2 separate regions of the Mus musculus genome follow, and region 1 is linked to region 2. The links are chromatin contacts, called in public HiChIP or PLAC-seq maps. All regions are on one chromosome and are shown on one strand. Each heading gives the region's core, a stretch centred on a gene start, on an enhancer-like site or on the middle of the called end of the contact. The rest is flanking DNA. Distances are from core to core; before and after follow the strand shown.

Evidence for each region. HiChIP or PLAC-seq counts read pairs in DNA pulled down with a chosen protein or histone mark.
Region 1: a FOXA1 HiChIP or PLAC-seq map of pancreatic cancer cells shows a contact between it and region 2. The contact joins two enhancer-like sites. A contact is called at or near these places in 2 of 484 Hi-C or Micro-C datasets (embryonic fibroblasts and tail fibroblasts) and 1 of 115 datasets of contacts at active chromatin or transcription factors (pancreatic cancer cells).

What each region holds. Positions count from the first base shown.
Region 1 is chr2:117,666,259-117,673,179 of GRCm38.p6, forward strand. No RefSeq gene overlaps it. Among named protein-coding and RNA genes, the nearest start is that of Gm32210, 35 kb to the right of the region's middle. Within about 2 kb of position 2,098, at least 38 of the 459 cell types and tissues checked have an H3K27ac peak or open chromatin away from gene starts, as enhancers often do. A contact at or near this core is called in embryonic fibroblasts and pancreatic cancer cells, where this site is marked.
Region 2 is chr2:117,458,417-117,465,782 of GRCm38.p6, forward strand. No RefSeq gene overlaps it. Among named protein-coding and RNA genes, the nearest start is that of Gm32137, 22 kb to the left of the region's middle. Within about 2 kb of position 3,360, at least 22 of the 459 cell types and tissues checked have an H3K27ac peak or open chromatin away from gene starts, as enhancers often do. A contact at or near this core is called in embryonic fibroblasts and pancreatic cancer cells, where this site is marked.

The sequences.
Region 1 (6,921 bases), core at 848-3,347, 210 kb after region 2:
ACGAAGGAAAGAGAAGGTTTCCTAGTGTGCTACATACCATCTGATGGAGAATTGTCACTCTTGTTTATGGTGTGCCTGGCTCTCATGGGATGCAATTGTGCTCCATTCATCTTTATGTTATATATAACGCAGTTCCCTTAGCTGATTGTAAGGAATGGATAAACGGAGTCGTTTGTGAAGGTGTTTACTGGCCTGGCCTCTCTGGCTGTGAAATCAGGGCTGTGTGTACCCTCTCATCTTTCACCCACTTCAAAGCTGAAACCAGTCCTTCAGAGTGTCTCACCTCTAGGTTCGAACCAAATGATGCTTGCCTTTGGTTTTTGGAGAAAAGACTGCAGTGGACAGTTAAACTGACTTAAATTTAGCAGCATTGGGCAAGAATAGCAATGTTCTAATCCTGTTTCCTCCTACGGAATGTGAGTTGTGGTCAGACTAATATGTTTTTGCCTCCTGTGACTTAGATCAAATTTCACAGGCCAGACAGGGCGTAGGGAGCCAGGCAGCAGCAGCAGCAGCCATTCTCCCTGGTAAACAGTGTCACACCTTCCTTGGATGCCTCAGGGCACCCTGTGTGCCCTGGCATTAAGACATAGCACCAGGGCCTTTCTGTTTCCCCTGCCTTCTTTCTCTGCCCAGTGTTCATGTGGAGCTTGGCTTCCTATTCTTAGCACTGGGTAAGGCAATGCTGTGCAGGTGTAAGAGATGCTCCAAGAGGCTGCTTCAGAAAAACACTCCCAGGAATTGGTTTGACTCAGAGTTTTAGACTTCACTTTCAGTAAGAAAACAAGGTCAGTGGCTCTGAAATGTCCACCAGAGGAGGCTGAATTGGCCTCGAAGTGTAATCGGACTTTGGGCAACTCTATTGCTACCAAGCTGACCAAAGATGTTAGAGAAGCAGAGTGTCTCTATATGCAGAAAGGAACAAGAAAAGCTGAGTTCCTTCAGGGGTTGCTGTGGAGAGACACCTGCTCAGACACCTACTGGGATTTAAGAGTTCGCTCCTCTTCCTACAGAAGCTCAAAAATCTTTGCCTACCTAGAAACAAAGGGGCTGTTTCACCCACCATACTTCAATAACTCTTGCTCATGGAGTCATGGAGTCAAAATCCAATCAGGAAAAAAAGGGAGATTTTTTTTTTAACTTTTAGAGGAATAAACTGATTTTTTTTATTCCTTCCTAGAGCCTAAAGCTTTCTCACAGCTTCAACTGTTATTTTACTCAAAGAATACTATCTATATAAAGCAATGACGAGATAATCAGACTGTTTCTAGAAACAGGAACTAGGACCCATACCTAAAGTCTTAGAGTTGGCTACCTGTTGTTGAGGTAAGCATCATGACTAAAAGCAGCTTGGTGAAGAACAGGTTTATTTCATCTCACACTTTTTAGTTTATCGTGAAAGATAGCCAGGGCAGGAAGTTGGGACAGGAGGGAACCTGGAGGCAGGAAACGGAAGCCAAAGCTATGGAAAAATGCCACTGGCTGACTTGCTCCTCCCAGCTTGCTCAGGTTGCTTTCTTATACACCCAGGACCACCACCTAGGGGGGATGGCATTGTCCACAGTGAGATGGGCACCTCCTCATTAATCAACAATTCAGAGAATGCCCCTCAGGCCGATCTGATGAGGACATTTTCTTTGTTGGGTTTCCTGTCTCAGACGACTCAAGCTTGTCAATAACAACAAGGACAAAAATACCTGACCAGTGAACCTAGAAAAGAGTATATGCTCATGGGGGTGATAAACAAGATAAATTAAGGAGGAGACAGATTTAACTGACACTTATTAATCTTGCCGGCCTGGATCATAAACCAAGCACAACAAGGCTTACACAATCAGTTGAGAGCGCTCCGAATTTCCTGTAGACTTGTCTTAATCCATGCTGGGAAAAATGGTATCCATCTAATAAAAATCATAGACTTTAGGCTTATAAAATATTAGCATCCTGTCAAAGGGTAGCTCTAGGAGAAAATAAGGAAACCACTGAAATCAATCTACTGCAGCCTGGTTAGTTGTTCCCACTAGCTAGCTAGACTGAGGTTCTTTGCCTGAGCTAGCTGGCCAGTAAGTTTGGGCCCCAGGGATCTCTTCACAGTGACTCACTGGCTTGCAGTAGCCAGACCAGCCCTTTTGTGGTTGCCAGGCTTTGGTGTGTCAGCTCTTGGTCTCTTTTCCCTCTCAGAAAAGATAAAAAGAGCAGACATCAGTATGAGAACTTGGGACTTGGATGAGGAATCATCCCTTAGAAATTATTATTAAAATTAAACAAAGGCATTAAAATCACTAATAAACAACTAAGCTAGAGGAGCGCATGATTGGAAGATGTTCTTAAGCACAGGAAAATGGGTCAACGAAGACTGGAGCTCCATTTCCATAAGACCTAAATAGCACTGTGATATTTACAGGAACCTTTATTTTGATTGGTTTAAATGAGATGTATTTTTAGTAGTTTCAGAAATTAGTAAACAAGAAGATCAAATCAAATAGTTGAAATTTATATGAGATTTTTTCCTAGTAGAGGGAATTGAGCTTTTAGGAATACTGCATCAGAATTGGGAAGGTTTCCATCTTATACTATTACGTTGTAAGATATTGCATTTCTTCCTAGAAGAACTCAGCTAGCTTCTCCTTTGGGGACAGTTAGATGCTATAAGCAGCCAATCTGTACAATGAGCCATACAGAAGCACATGAAGTGGTGTCTCTTCCCCAAGAACTCATCAGAGAGACAGACAGGAGCAGAAATGGGAGAAAGACACTTCAACATCAACAAGGCCAGGGCAGGGGTGAGAAAAGAGACTGTTGAGCCTTGCGTCTAAAACTGACTTGCTGAACATTAGAATTTTCTAATGACCATTCCACCAAATGTACTTTCCTTTAAACTTTAGATATTTTTATTATCTTCCTGCCTTCCAATTTAGGGATGCTTCAATTGTCTTTGTTCTAGATCTGTGCTATAGTGGGTATGGAAGAATAGAGAAGGGAAAGAAAATTGAAGGCATGTGGAGACATTCATGAATCTAAGTATAGAATTAATTAATTGTCACCAATAAGTTTAATAAGTTGTTTGAAAGAAAACATATTTATGAAGATTTTATGATTATGTACATGACTTATTGAAATATACTCTTTATAATTTGAACATAGGTTTACCTGTAAATACAGATAGATTCAGAAGACTGTGGGCCAAATGAAGTCAGTTACAGTTCTCTGGGAACAGTTGGTAGCCGCTGGTGTGAAAACATTGACAAATCCATTTTCTCTATCTATAGACTGTTGGCCAACAAGGGCATGCAAAAGTGGAGGAGCAATGGATAAAGGACAGTTATGGGGAAAGTGAATCTGAGAGGCAATTTCTAGTAGGCACTGTTGACTCTGATCTTCAATTAGAAAGCAGTAGGAAGTCAGAGACAGTAGACTACTTTCAAACTCACAAGCTACATTCCCACAGTTTCATAGACTCCAATAAAGGATATGAGACTTCTCTCTGGTTCATTGACAAAGGAATTTAACACACATGCACACTCCCACACACATAGACATACACACATGCACATATGCACACATGCATGTGCACTCCAGTATCTGGAGCTGCAATGCCAGCATCTCCTGTCTCAGTTCACCAAGAGTGACACACAGACAGCTAGTATGGCTTCCCACACAGTGCTGGGTTATGGACGAGGCATCGTGAGCTGAGCAACTCGTGTTATTTTTTTCAATAGACAGTAAACCTACCTTTCTATTTGCTGAAATAAGACATTACCTAGTTGTGACATAATCTTTGAAAAGTCTGTCATTGTCTTCGCATGGAGAATATTCAGAAACCTGACAGAGCCTAACAGAATGAAGTGTCCTTCCCTGGGCCTAGGGTCTCTCAGGCTTTGTCATCAATAAAGCTATGGAGTTGCTTATGGTGTTTGCTAAAAGTCCCTGCCCTCACCTTCTCTTAACCCTGCTTCCTTCTTCTGAGATCTTACTCTTAGGGGACAGGTGAGACTAGCAAAAGTTATTGGACATCACCTCAGCCATAGTGTACCGGGGACTTGCTTTAAAGGTAGTGTGTTCATTCACAGTGTGCACCCTACCCATCAAGGAGAAAGAAGTCCTTCTGTTCATGGTCACTGCAGTAGTAACTCTTAGTCTTTAGAGGTCCATATCCCAAGTCCAAGTTCTCAGCAGTGTCCGACACTTATGGAATATGTAATAGCTACACTGTTAATCATGGAAAGTAGTCTTCTTAGAGAAAATTTCCCAGAGAGAGGATGCTCAGCTCATTCACTCCACAGGTTCACTAACTCGGTGTAATAGTTTGCTCTTGGTTGTCAAGTGGACTGGGTCTAGAATCAGCTAAAAAGCAAACTCCTAGAAACACCTTTGGCAGGTTTTCTGATCAGGTTATTTGAAATGAGAAAACCCACTGTTTTGATGGCACCTTCCAGTGGCAGCCGAGATCAAAGGGGGTTTAAGAGAAAAGCTTTGCTTTACCTCCCTGCCTTCTCATCTCACTGGCAAGTCCACGTGTCCTGGTGTTTCTGCTGCTGCCATTCTCCGACACCAGACCTATCTTCCTCGGACTTCCAACATGGGCTGGAGACCTGTGACTCCCCAGGAATCACCAGGCCTTCAACACCAGAAGGGGACTGCTAAGGCACCCAACCTTATAGACTGAGAAGTTACCAGGTTCTGTCTCTTTTTATGAAGATAGCTATTGTTAGACTTTCCAGACTCAGGCTGTATTATGTAAAGCAATCTAATTAATCTCTCCTTAATTCATGTTCATTCTGTTTCTCTAGAGAACTCTGAATAAATTTACCCATGCAACTCACAATTTTGATCGTTAATTTTAAATCATCATTTATTCAAGCCATCACTTAAAGGAAAAATTCAGCCACAAAATCCTTATAGAGACTTTTTTCCTCTCCAATAGGCTTCCCAAGCAACAACCAGGAGGTCTTTTTTCTCCTTCGTGCATAAACTGGGTGCTTGTTGTCCTTGTGGGATGGAGAGGCAATGCGGGAGTTAGGAGGGTGGTTTGTCTTCTCCCTAGAAACAGCTGCTTTCTACATTAGTGGCTGGTGGCAAGCCTCCTTGCATCCCTTTACAGGGGAAAGGCTTGTAGCTGGAATATGAAGCCCAAACTGAGTCTGAGAAAATAAAGCTCCAGCCAAGGACAGATGCGAGATGACTCGAGCCTTGAACCACTCTGGAAACATGTCTACACCCTATGTTTGCCTTTGCGTCTAAAGCTGTAGGAGAATGTATACTTTCTTGTAAATATCTTTGACATTTTTCTTCACCTTCTCTGCCAGGAGTAGATCTAACCAGCCAACGAAATCTACTCATCTCTATTCACTGAAGTTTTTGAGACAATTCATATAAAATGTGATTTTTGACTACATTGTGGATAGTGGCTCAGGTTTCTCAGTCAGAAAAAGACATTGTAATTACAAACGAGGAAGACTAGAATAAGCCATGTGGGACTCGATTCAAATGGAAGGTTCTGTATGAGCTCATGGTTTCACATACACATTTTTATCCTAGTGATGTTTTTTAAGTGGGGAGCAGGAAACATATTTTCATGTCTGAGTATTGTTCTTCCCTACAAGGAAGCAGAAGTCATCAGAGAAGTGTTTCATTTCAGGATTGTGGCATGGAAGTTGCAATAGAGCTTAAAGATTGAGTGTGTCCAAAAGAAAGACTAAGACTCAGAGAATGATAAGAATCATCATAAAGACCTGTGAGGGAGTCTACCACTCAGAGACAGATGAGAAGATAGGAGAGGGGGAGGGATAGAGGGAGAGGGAGGGATAGAGGGAGAGGGAGGGGGAGAGGGAGAGGGAGAGGGAGAGGGAGAGGGAGAGGGAGGGAGAGGGAGAGAGAGAGAGAGAGAGAGAGAGAGAGAGAGAGAGAGAGAGAGAGAGAGAGGTAAGCATCATAGTGTCCAGTTCTAGTGATCAATACATCACACCTATAGTCAGCAGAGTGATTTGGTGCTTTTATAATTAGTTAAAAGAACAGCTATCATTATATCCCTCAAACTAGTTAGAATATTTGGAAGTATTCACCACAAGAAATCACCCCCCCACACACACACACACATATACAAATGTTAGGTGATCCATATGCTAATTACCCTAATTTGATCACAACTCAGTAAACACCCAAGTGAAAAACCTCACAGTGTGCCTCACTGACACGTGCAAGAATCTGTGCAAACCAGAAAGATGAAAATAGAAAAGAGAGAAGGGAGGCCACAAGGCCTGACACTATTACTGAGGCTATGGAATGCTCACTAAAAGGGATCTATCATGACCGCCCTCCAAAAGACCCAATAAGCAGCCGAAAGAGTCAGATGCAGATGTTTGCCCCCAACCAATAGACAGAAGCAACTTAGCCCTGTTGTTGAATTAGGGAAGGCTGAAAGAAGATGAGGAGAAGGGCCACCCTCTAAGAGGACCAGCACTCTCAACTAATCCGGACTCCTGAGATCTCTCAAACACTGAACCACCAAAGAGACAGCATACACCAGCTGACATGAGGTCCCCAACACACATACAGTAGAGAATTCCAGGTCTGTGTTCATTCAGAGATGATGCACCTAACCTTCAAGAGACTGGAGGCCCCAGGGAGTTTAGAGGTCAGGTGGAATGGGGAGAGGGGGCATCCATGTGGAGACGGGGTGGGGTGGGGAGGAGGTGTGGGATGTGGAGCAGTTGGAGGGTGGATGGGCAGGGGCAGGTAATGAAATATGGAGTGTAAAAAAATGAATTACAAATAAAATTAAATTAAAATAAATAAGAAAAAAGAAAAGAGGGAAGTGAACATTTGGGAGATTTAGTTAAATAGTATGTGGGAATGCAGCTCATTAGTTTTGCAATATTTCTGTAAAGTCTAAAGTTATAGCAAAATAGAAATCATTTACAG
Region 2 (7,366 bases), core at 2,110-4,609:
CCTGTCTAGGGTGAAACAGATGCATGATGTTAATCCAAGAGGAGAAAGAAATGAGCACTGGAGCTTGCAGGTAGCAACAGCAGTAGTCTAGTGTGGGTGTGTCCTTAAGACTACTCATTCAAAGCATCAGATTTTATAAGTGAGATACAGAGTGGTGACAGGATGTTCCCAGGAGTTCATAGTCCCCCAGGAGAGCACAAGTCCCCAGGAGCTCACAGGATTCCCAGGAAAGCACAGGCCACAGCAGCAAAGGGACCATTCACCCTGTGCTGTTTGCTCATTCCATCTCTCTGGTCGGTCTAAGCATAAACAATGCAGTTGTGCTCTAGGATTTGGAGCTTGATCGTAATCTCAGTAGTGTAGGTGGTTACCAGTGTTCTGTGTATTAGTAGTTTAGGTGGTTCTCAGTAGTGTAGGTGGTTACCAGTGTTCTGTGTATCAGTAGTGTAGGTGGTTCTCAGTAGTTTAGGTGGTTACTAGTGTTCTGTGTATCAGAGTTTAGGTGGTTCTCAGTAGTTTAGGTGGTTACCAATGTTCTGTGTGTCTAATAGGAGAACATGGAGACCCACAAGGAGAAACTTTATCCTATCAGTCACTTGACATGCATGTCATGGCTTTGAGACACACAGATATATTGAAGGCAAGCTGGTAGGAAGCAATAAAGGACTCAGGAAGGAGATGACAGGCAATGTGGAAGTTCCAAACTTTGGGTTCTTTCCCACACCCTTTTAGTTGTTAAAATTTTCATAGGTGTCTGCTGTCCAGTGTGATGGATTTTCTAATGACATTTTCAGCAACACATATCTCCTATTTGGCCGTATTCACCTCATCATCTTTTCCCACTTTTGCCCCTCCCTCCCTCTCCCTTCCCTCCTCTCGTCACCCCTTCTACTCTCATGTTAGGTGTAAGTGTTATAATCCAAGTTCTCGTATGAGAGAATGGATACACATCTGTCTTTCTGAGTCAAACTTAATTTGCTTACTGTAGTGATCTTCAGGTCCGTCCATTTTCTATGTAAATTATATACTTTTGTTCTTTATGGAAGAATAAAATCCCATTGTGTTCTTATAAAATAGTATGAGGAACTTAAAAGGGATACATTCTGAGTCCAAGGGTAGAGAGGTTCACTGCACAAACTTGGTGATGAATCCTTAGAGGGATGCCTTTCCTACTTTCTTTCTACACACTCTCTCCCCCTTCCTCCTTCCTTCCTCCTCCCTCCTTCATTCCCTCCCTCCCTTCCTCTCTCTCTCTCCCTTCTTCCTTCCTTCCTTCCTTCCTTCCTTCCTTCCTTCCTTCCTTCCATCCACTCTTCCTTCCTTCCTTCCTTCCTTCTCTGTCTGTCTGTCTGTCTGTCTGTCTGTCTGTCTGTCTGCAAGTACAAGCTATGAGTTACTCTGCTAGGTGCTGAGGTTCACTTGTGATCATGCCAGATGTGCGTGGAAGCAGACCTTCTTTCATTCTGATATTTTCCTTCTGTGAGAGAGACTTCCTGAACTCATAGTGTTTGGGGAGGGGACAGGAAGAGCGAACTCTCAAAGGAAGGTGCATGAGTACCCAGCAGAGGACAGAGGACAGAATCTGCAAACATTGATTATTGCAGAAAGATGCTTCACCACTGATTCATGGCTTGTGAGTTTCAAGTAAAACTTTTTGTGGTTTCTAAACCATTTTCTATCTCATTTTCAATTTTGAGCTAGCCTCCACCAGAGAACACTCTGACATCCAAACAAACAGAATAAATGATTAAACAGACTGTCAATGAGGCGAATATGTCCACTGACCCAAGTTAAAAGGTGACAGATTCCAATTATGCTTAAAACATTCCCCTGGCGCACTGAGCCAACACTGGTGCCTTTTGCTGATATAAATGATCAGAATTCTTCAAGCTTGATTGTAGCTCTACCACGTGGAAGTGGAATTAAATGTTAACTTTTAATACTATTTTATTTTTATTTGTGTGTGTGTGTGCATGTGTGTGAGCGCACACGCATGCATGTCAGTGCTCACAAAAGTCAGAATCAAATACCCTGGAGCCGGAGTGACAGGTGGTTGTGAGCCATTCACATGGATGCTGGGAACAAAATGCATGCAACTTCTCAGGATCAGTTGGCTCAGGATTGCAAAATTCATCAAAGGCAGGAAGGGGAGTTTCCTGATTCCTCATACCTTCATCATCTCTGCCTACATGTTATTCTCTTTTTCCTGTGATTGCATGTGTGTCCTGCATTCCCATCCTCCTTCTGGAGGTACTTGCTCTACTGACTCTCCTCTCCTTGGATACCTATGTCTTTCTCCATCTTTGCTCCTATTTTTCTTTGCTAAGACACAGAGCATCTCAGATTGTAGATTATATTTGCTCTGAGCTAGACTGCTTGTGGTCCTTGGATGACATTACTTCTGCTATGCCTGTGTCTATAATGGTTTGGAGGAAAGTGTCCTACTGGATCTTCCAAGTCTAGCCAACAGCAATAGTTGTGCTGAGAACATCTTCGAAGGTAAACTCTGGATGATACAGGTCTCAAGTCACAACAGCAACTCTCAATCACTCTGGAAGTGTTCATGAATGGCTTCCAACTGTTCCATCATCTCAGTACCAAGTGCCAGTAACTCTAGAAGAATAAAATCTGACAGAATCCCAACTTACCTCTTTAACCAATCAATCTTCATTCTGCTTGACTTCTGGAATGGAAGAGAAAGCTGAGAAGTTACATCATTTAATAAGGCATGAGTATAATCCACAGTTGGTCTGGGTGCCTTTTAAGCCAATGTACTTCTGTAAGTGTGTTATTTGGGTTTTGAGGGAGAGGTGTAGAGAAGAGAATTACATCATGGACTTACTTGGAAAAAGCCTTCACATTTTATTTAATAATGAGCCAGACTGTGAGGTCCCCAGATAAGCTGCTCATGGATATTAGAGTTATTTTGATTGACATAGAACCAGACATAAAACTGATGTAGGAATATCATAGTATAGATAAGTCAGTATGTACTGACTTAACCTGATTTAATAATTGAATCTAGAAACCTAACTCCATCATATAACCTGGCTATTCAGATACTTACCCAGTTATTGCACCCTGCCTCTGATCACTTACCACATTCCTCTGCCTGGTTTTGGTTCTCTCTTCTTGTTTTCTGGCTCACCCCTTTCTTCACTCCGTGTCCCTTACTCACTCACCAGAATCCATATCTCTTTTCTTAACCAAAATTCCCCTTTCCTATGGTATGGCTTCATGCCAGAAATAATAAAGATGGTGGAAAATTTCCTTGTGGTTAGAGGTAAAACCAACAGCGGAGGAAGCCTGTCCTCTACTCCCCTCCCCTGCCCACAACTCAGCCCAGCTATGCACTTTGGCTCAGAGTGGGGACTTCACAACTTGTGGTTAGAGGATCTGAGTGATTCTTGTTCACTTTGCTGCCCTAATGTGGGCTTGGATGCAGCTAACAAGTTTCTGGGGGTCCTAGAGGATGGGGAAAGCACTGGGCAAGCACAGGTCTTCCTTGGACATAGTGGTTGAATACCAAGAAGTGTCCACAAACTGTTTCCTCCAGTGGCTAGCCAGCAAACATGAGGACCCAATGGAACTAAGTTCTACATACCTTATGGGGCAATCTGGCCCTATTAAAATAGTGCTCTGTGGGTGTGGGTTTGTTCATTAGAGAATTTCCAGGACTCCTGAAATGCTTGTGGGTAACCTGGCATTTCCTCAATGACCTGGCTGCAGAGATCCCTAACTAGCTTCAGGGATCTTAGCCTCTGTGCTCGACAAAGGCATCTGTGTGAAAATCAGTCACAGGAAACACATGGAAATTCCGGAGCCTTGAGTTTTCTATTATGTACAAAACTACCAACTGTCAAATCTAGGGTATGGCCAAGAGCTCAAATGTCAATCAAGTAGGGATGAGTCTGCACCTCTTATTATCTCTGGCTCATTTTCAAAACCATCTTTCAGTTCTTTGTCTAGGGGGTGAGACTCCATGTTAGCATGCCTGTTGATATTGTTATTGTCCTGGTCTTGTTTAGGCAGCTGTTTCTAGGACACACATTGTTAAGGTAGACTTTCTAGCTTCCTGGGTCTTGCAGTCTTTCTGCCCAACTCTTTTCCTGATGTTCTCTGAACCTTCAATGCAGGAGTCGTGCTGAAGATATACCTTTTGGGGCTGGACTCCACACCACCCATTGATCACTACAGTGTGGCCAGTTGGTTTTCTGTAATGATCTCTATTTGCTGTAAAGACAAAAATGAAGGGATAAGAGTTGCACTTATTTGTGGGAATAAGGAGATGATCCAAGACGTAGTAAGGAATTAGGCTAATAGTAAAATGATTATAGGAGATTTTTCCTAAGATTCATGGCTTCACTAAACCCAGTAGTTGGCTCAGTTTCAGGTACCAAGCCTGACATCTCTCCTGTTGAGTGGGCTTTAAATTCACTTAGACAGCTGCGGGCTGCCAACGTAAGTGCTATTATTGCTCCTTTATTGATATCTTGCTCTGCAGCTCAGCACTATGGTTCATAGGTGTCACAGCCAGAGAGGACTTTTCATTGCTTCATTCCCTTGGCAACTTGCATAATACGTTCATTCTAGTACTATGGAAGCTAGACTTCAGAAAGAAGGATTTCAGGTTAGCTCCAGCTTAAATCATCCATGTCCTACATGTACAGTGTCTTCAGAGATAAGGATTTACCTTCATCTCTGAGAGGCAACCAAGGGCAAAACTAATGGCCTATATTGTCTTGGAAGTCACTTGAACCACCCCTAGCAACAATTTATGTATGCATTATATATATATATATATATATATATATATATATATGTGTGTGTGTGTGTGTGTGTGTGTGTGTTATATATAATTTTAGATAATTGTAAAATAATATCATCCCCCAGGCTTTATCAAGCAACCTTGGCGTCAATGTGTCTCTCCTTCCTTCCTCTGTATTGTCTTTCCTCCCCTCTCTCCTATTAAACCACCTCTCCATTTTCCCTTTCCTTCTTCGTATCACATGTATTCTGCTATTCCCTTCCCCATGTCACCTACTCACTCATAGTTTCTTGGTTTCTGCAATTATTGCACGTTATATACTCACACCTGAAGATCTGGAGCTAGGAATCACAGAAGAGAACAACATGTGGTGTTTGTCTTTCTGAGTCTGGGTAACCTTATTCAACATACTTTTTCCATCAATTTATCTGCAGAGAGGGAGAATTAGCCTCTCTAATGGGCAAGACCCATAATTGGTTATCCAACACACAGTATTCAACCCTGAAACCATTCTCAAGCAACAAAAATAAACTTAGCATCTTGTATTTACATATTTGTGAACACCCCTCCACACACACACACCAGTTTTCTATTGCTGTATTAAAATAGCATAACGAAGTCAACTTATGAAAGGAAGGGTTTATTGTGGCTTACAGTTCCAGAGGGCTAGATAGATTCCATGATGGTGAAATCAAGGCATGAAGGCAGGAACCACTGAGAGCTTACACCTCAAACCTGCAGGCAGGATGCACAGGGATCTCTCTGCGGACTCTGGGGGCCTTCTGAAACCTCAAATTGACCCAGGTGACACACATCCTCCAACAAGGCCACATATCCTAATCTCTCAAAAACAGCCACCAACAGAGGATAAGTATTCAAATGTCCAAGACTTATGAGGGATATTCACTGAAAACAGAGGGCAAATGATGTAATTATATTTTAATTAAAATGTATGAAATAAAAACCTGACTTTTTTTTTTTTTTTTTTTTTTTTTTTTTACTATTTGTTAGTGTCAACTCCTGGATGCTGAGACCAATTACCATTTTCTTAATTCTCTTTGAAGTTCAGAGGTAATGACTTTCTGGGACTAGTCAGAATTTTCTACTTTCTTTTTTTTTAAATGTGAAATGTAGTACAGAGGTTAATATTCTGAATGGAGACTGAGTTACCCTTTCCCAATTGATGCCGAGCCTATATCCTGTAAGACCCATGGTCTTTATTTTTGGAGGGGGTAATTAGATAAATAAGTTTTGTGTTATCTGTGTTATCTGCAACACAGTACACACGTTGGTCCATGGAGATGTTCTTGAGGGCTAGAAGCTCTCCTACCCTTCAGTGGGATCAACTCATTTGTCACCATGGATCCCGCCATTGTGGCGCTTTGGATTTGCTTCAGTGATGGCTGCCACAGATGTATTTGATTTATCAAGTAGTGAAGAAACATGATGAGTAAGAGAGTTCCCTCCCCTCTAAAGTGTACAGTCATCATGGAGCAAGAGGTGAGCAAAAGCTGTGCAGGAAGGGGTGGGAGGTAGCTGTGGACCAAGGTGGGATAAGACCAAGCTGGCAGACAAATGATGCCGCTGGGGTCCAGCTCCCCTTTTATAACAGTCAAGGATCAAAGTATAATGATTGTCAGAAGTCGAAGAAAGGGCTAGGTTTTACTTGGTAAACAAGGTCATATTTTGGTTGATAAAATTTACCATAATGAGCTACAAATATAGTGGAATTTCTGATAATAAAGCCACTACTCATCTCAAAAAAAGTGAGTTCTTCAGATACTATATCATGGGCGTTGCCTCCAGCGCCTGGACAGTATTGACAGTATTGGTCGGTCAGGGCTGTGCCAGGCCCATTCCCATCCAGGACACTAGGCAGTGAAAAATTCTGATGACGCAATTGACCCGCTCAGTGTCCTTTAATTACGAATTCTTCTAAGAGGTGCTTGGATGACCCTGGTCATCAACTACATCAAATACAGTAGGATACAGTAGGCTTTCCAAAAGTTCAGCATGATGTCCAGCATCTTATTTAAGGGCTCCAACTATGGGCAAGTCAGCTCTAATGTAATTAGCTTTGGGTGGGCTTTCTATGGCTCAGCAGGAAAAGAGACTGGTCTATTTCTTATAGACAACATTTATGCCCTAGGACTCTGCACACACTGAACTTGTAAATGTAAAGGACCTACATAAATGCTCGATTCCTCTCCTTTCTCCTCTTCCTCTTTCCCCTTCCCAATTCTTTACCTCCTCCTCTTTTTCTTCATTTTAGGTTTTCAAACATTTCCCTTCTTTCTTTCCTTCCTTCCTTCCTTCCTTCCTTCCTTCCTTCCTTCCTTCCTTCCTTCCTTCCTTCCTTCCTTCCTCCTTCCTTCCTCCTTCCTTCCTTTTCTTGTGTGTGTGTGTTTGTGTGCGTGTGTGTGTGTGTGTGTCTGTGTGTGTGTGTGTGTGTGTGCATTATAAACAGAAGCTAGGTTCCATTTTTTTTTTCTCGAGACAGGGTTTCTCTGTGTAGCCCTGGCTGTCCTGGAACTCACTCTGTAGACCAGGCAGGCCTCGAACTCAGAAATCCACTTGACTCTGCCTCCTGAGTGCTGG